Regions from separate parts of the Zea mays genome. Here region 2 is linked to region 1. Evidence: chromatin contacts called from public Hi-C data. All regions are on one chromosome and are shown on one strand. Each heading gives the region's core, a stretch centred on a gene start, on an enhancer-like site or on the middle of the called end of the contact. The rest is flanking DNA. Distances are from core to core; before and after follow the strand shown.

The links. Hi-C and Micro-C count contacts between places; a contact is called where the count stands out from the background.
Region 2: a contact with region 1 is called in a Hi-C map of endosperm, with 3 times the contacts expected there. The contact joins the promoter of LOC100194244 here to the enhancer-like site in region 1. A contact is called at or near these places in 6 of 25 Hi-C or Micro-C datasets (endosperm, leaf, tassel and 1 more).

The regions. Positions count from the first base shown.
Region 1 is chr2:76,082,877-76,085,540 of Zm-B73-REFERENCE-NAM-5.0, reverse strand. It overlaps LOC103646597 (dynamin-related protein 3A), which reads right to left. Exons shown (of 20, transcript XM_020548340.3): 9 at 1,816-1,922. Among protein-coding and RNA genes, the nearest start is that of LOC103646597, 25 kb to the right of the region's middle. Within about 2 kb of position 1,295, at least 1 of the 20 cell types and tissues checked has an H3K27ac peak or open chromatin away from gene starts, as enhancers often do. A contact at or near this core is called in endosperm, where this site is marked.
Region 2 is chr2:76,449,286-76,451,949 of Zm-B73-REFERENCE-NAM-5.0, reverse strand. It overlaps LOC100194244, which reads right to left and starts at 1,372. Exons shown (of 3, transcript NM_001139285.1): 1 at 1,271-1,372. The coding sequence starts at 1,314.

The DNA.
Region 1 (2,664 bases), core at 46-2,545:
CTTCTATCACACAATGGCCTTTACACATTTTTTTCCCAGAGTGTGTTAATAAGGGAGGCAAGAGGCATAAAGTCAGACTTAGCAGCCAAAAGATACTATGACCAAAGCTTAACTGTTGTTTGCCTGAAGCACAACTTAAACTGAGAAATATCCAGTACTAGGATGGCAGGAAACTTCTTTTAACACAATGGCAAGAGATCTGCCTTTCAGCTAAGAAGAAATAGAATTGACCAAGTTTATTAGGAAAACCAGGCCTAAAAACATCAGTCACAGTTTATTAAAGGAGAACAGGTGACCTAAACACAGCAACCTAGACAACTAAACCTAAGCAACCCAACTACACACAACCGACAGAGCCCACCGCACGTCATCGTTGCGAAACTTATCACAAGTTATAATGATAAGCTGCTCCGACTTCCCACAACGAACATCAGCCAAAGCCCTAACACGCCGCCACCTACTCACAAGAAGCCCCAGACTCCAAAGAAAGTGAACACAGCATGTCATCACTGCAAAGCTTTGTCCCACCCCACAACGAAAGCAGCTCCAACTTCGCCACTGATCCACCCTACAAGCCACAACGAAAGCAGCTCCAACTTCGCCACTGATCCACCCTACAAGAGCCATAGATGTGCCGCAAGCAAGTAGTGAACAAAAGGCTTGGAGATAAATGTCCCACACGGACCAGCATCCATCAAGGAAGTGCAGGATCTCCTAGGCACCTGCAGGAAGGATAAGATGCTGAGTTCCTCTGAAGAACTCTGCAGGATGAGGAGAGGTGCCCCAGCGACATCTACAAGGAAACAACACCCAGAAGTGTCACCTTCATTTGCTCCGGCTAATGCTGGACAAGGATTGTGCCCAACACATCCCTCCTCACACCTACACAAAAGGCCGCACCACTGCTTGTCAGCCGGTCCTGCAAGTACAGCGGCTTGTGGTCACAGAACAATGTGTGGGGTAAAGCAGCTGCTCCTGCGATGTCAGGTGAAGTTGCTCATCTCGGCCATTGCACGCAACCACACACTGCTCGTGAGCTAAACTCAGACCCATTGCATATATGAAAATGAAAGGTCATGCCCACAGCAGGGTTGTTGTGGCCAGCTATGGCTGTCGTGTGCCATCAGGGCACCCAGAGACAAACCATGCTGACATCGCTACCGACGCAAGACTGCTGGTCTCCTCCTATGCCAGTCACAGGCCTACCTCATTCGCCTCGCCGACAAGCACCCCCTCCAGTAGCCTTGCCTGCCCCCAAAAGTAGCTACCGCTGCCACCCCCATAGCACCTTGCCATCGCATGCCTCACTCAACGCCTGCCATGGGCCTCACACTACTGCCAAGCCAAGGCTGAGCAAGTCGGTAGTACCACACCCGCCATGGGCCTCACTCCACGCTGGCTGCTAGTTCTGCCTATGTCGCCCATGAGAGGCGACACAAGGAAAACAAAAAAGAAAATCCAAGGTTCAAGTCTAAGTGTCTAAACCCTACGGCAGGAAACTTTCTCGATAGCTACAGCACGACACGTATCAAGAGGGGGGCACCTTATTAGAACTATATTGTGTATAATGTAAAGTTCTAAAGTCCTTAATCTATATTAACATAAAAAAGAATAATGCATTATTAACCAAAATAAGAAAGGATAAAAGTCGCCATCCATGATGGTTGTCTTATTCAAAAATATATATATTGTTCAATGTCCATTTCTCACTCGTTATTATAGAATTCTTATCCTCATGGTTTCGGTGACTTAGTGAGTCATCCTCACATTCACATGCCTGCTAGCTAAATATTTAAAGCTATTTCTTTCACAAACCTCCAGACTCTTGACAAATATTGACTGAAAAATGTAGTGTATCCTTGCTCCACCAGAAAGTTTATCTGTAGACACCCTGTTTTTCCCTTCCACCATGGAAGAAAAGGCTGAAAGTGAGAAAACAATAAAATGTTAGAGGAATATAGCTTTGAGAGAATTTAAACCGAAAGATAGAAAGAAGACATCACCTTGCATGTAATAAGATAAGCATCAAATTTCAATGTAATGCAATCTAAAGAGCTACAATAAGACCAAGTAAACTATTCCTGCTTTCTTAAAAACACACACATATGATTTCTAGTTGTTGCAATCAGAAAAATATAACAACAAAGTTTTTTAGTCCTAAACAAGTTAGGGTATGCTAGTGTTGAAACCCAACAAAAGCCACAAATAAAGGTTCAGTCGTGTGAATAGTTGTTTTCCATGCACTCACTCCTAATCAAAGTCAAATCTTATCCTTTCAAGTCTCCTTTTATTGTCTTTTCCCATATCAACTTCGGTCTTCATCTACCTCTTCCCATTACTATCTTGCTTTAGGATCCCACTACACATCGGTGCCTTTGAAGGCCTCTACTGCATGTTGGACATGTCCAAACCATATCAACCGGTGTTGAACAAGTTTTTCTTTAATTGGTGCTAGTGCTACCCTAGCCTATCACGTATATCATCATTCCGGACTCAATCCTTCTTGTATGGCCATAAATACAATACAACATGCACATTTTTGCAACACTTATGTGTTGAACATGTCTTTTTAGGTCTAATCGTCGTCCTATAAAACTTGTGTTTAATCTTTTGTGGTACCTCTTGTCACATAGAATGCCAAATGTATGTCACCACTTCAGCCAC
Region 2 (2,664 bases), core at 123-2,622, 370 kb before region 1:
TGAAACAGAGGGAGTATTATCTAATGGGGTAGGTTTAAGTGCTAACGTTAAAATTGCAACATATATGCTACACTAAGGTAGGAGAACCAAGTGCAATGTTTGATCAACTAAAGCACAACCAACACACTGCAAAATTCATGTTAATAAATATACGACACTCCACAATTAACAATACATCTTTATCATTTCATCCTCAGTTTAGTAACCACTTCTTATGTTTGATGGCAGGTAGTGATTGCTTTCTTACTGTTTCAGAGTATCAAATGCATCAGTTTGACTATTGATAATCATCTATATTTCAAAGTGTTCTTGTGACGCTCAATGTTTACTCGTCCGATTAATAGCGATTAGTCACGATTAATCGTCCAAGTCGGTTTGGACCAATCACGATTAATCGCTTAAGTCGTCCGACTAATCGTGATTAATTGATATGAATCCTAATTTCGTCCGGTGAACATAAGTTATGTTATGATTGGAGTGAAGTTTGACAAATTCTTACATCATAGTCTCTAAAACGAACATATTTATTATCATCATCAAATAGAGTGACAAAATCTAGTTGTTTAATTGACAAATTAGGATGTAATATTACACGTATAAAACATTGTTTGCTGTAGATAACATTGTTTGTTTAGTGGAGTTTAAAATAAAAGGTGCAATAGGGAATGAGACATAGAGTTGCCGGAGAGAGCCTTAGAAAGAATGTAAAGTCAAAACGGGATGGTAATCCCTGATGTAAACGGGACGGTAATCTCGTTTTCGGCGCCTGGTGGAATTCGATTTCAAAACGGGATGGTAATCCCTGATGTAAACCAATCGTTTCTTAAGCTCACGACATCTCAATCGCCATCAGCAGATTTGAACAAGTTTGAGACATCAACAGCCAACTACTTTCTGCATGTACTAATACCGCCGCAATTGACTGAGAGATGAAACAAAAAAAAAATCGACTGATAGATAAAAAAAATCAACTGAGAGATGAAGACAACAAATCAGTCACAAATGTATCCAAAATCGTGGATCTCGATAAAAACGAGGGGGTGGGAGGAGGAAAAAAACAATGTGGCATCTCTGCCCCACCCAGATCACGAATCAATCGCAAAGGTAAAACTTTCACCAGTGATTTGCTTCGATCCAGCAGACCAAGTCAATGCAGATCGGGAATATCACTTACCCCAACGATTGTGGCTCCCAACAACCGACACGTTTCCGCAAAAAAGCATCTCACGGTCAGGAAGACAGCGAGAGGCGAGGGATCCGCTGTGCTCACCTGTTGATGGTGGACGCCATGGCCACCACCACCCCACGGGCCATCCTCCTCCGGGCGAGCGGCGGCAGCGGCGCTGCCGCGGCGCCATGCGACACGGGGGACACCCTCAACGCCATGCCGATCCCTCGACAGTCGACGCAGAGGACAGGATCTTGACGTTGTCCCCTTCCCTGTGCCTGCTGCACTCACGCTGCAACAAGGGGCTCCTCTCGACGTGTCGGCTATTGAAAAGGGTCGCCCAGGCTGGCAGGCTCCTTTCCGCCATGAAAAACTCCATATTTTCTTTTTGTCGTTATTTCACTTCAACAAGTTTTTCAGTGTACTTTTTCCAGTGCTGAGTAGTCAGCGTTTCCAACCTCTTTTGGTAGCGTGCATTCAAAGTTCGCCCGTCACCGACGGATGCAACGGATTGGGATACTCGGCAGTCGACTGCTCTCACGCGTCGACGCCGGAGGACCTGTCAGACTGTTCGACTGCCGATGATCCGGATCCCATGCAACCGGTTCATTTGTGCAGAAAATAACTTAGACCCAGTTGTTCGGATTAACAAAATACTCCCTCTGTTCTAAATTATAATTTATTTAACTTTTTTTAAAATACATCTAACTGACTTGTCCTAATCAATTTTTGAAAAAAATAAAGCCATATTTAAAGTATATTATACACTAAACAATATCACAACAAAAATTAATATTAATTATTAAATTTTTAATAAGACGAGTCAGTCAAACCTAAGGTTAAAAAGTCAAACGAAATATAAATTGAAATGGAGCGAGTATTTTGTTGATGAAACTCTTAGGTAGTGTTTGGTTGAAGAGCCAAGTAGAACGGAGCTGTTCTGTCCCAGTTTTGTTGTTGTTTGGTTACAAAGTAACTAGAACGGAGTGACTCCAATTAGAAAAAACACTAGTACAATATCCGTCGCAATATAATCATATTTGATATTCATAAAATAAATTTAATATCGGAGTAAACATATGATTCACATCAGATATTAAATTAATAATAATAAATATTACACTTATCTTAACAAAAAGCCAAGAAATGTATGAGTTGAAAAAGATGTCGACCTTTTTTTAGACCGCTTGGTTGTTCATCCCTTTTCAGCTAGCGAGATGGTACTATGTAGGAGCATTGTGCTACGTGTGGCTTTCTATTGTGTTGTGTGTTGGAGCGAAGACAGAACGACCCCTCGATCTCTTTGCATTGCACACTAACCTGCTACCAAAGTGTCAGACGACCATTCAAGCAAGAAAGAAGCGAATGCCTGGTAACGGATCTCAAAGGTGATGGGATCCGCCCCTTCCACTCTGACAGCAAAGTCAATCGGGTGACCTACGAAGGGGTCAGCCTTCGAGTACTACACAAAGGCCTAACAAAGTCGAAGGTGGTCG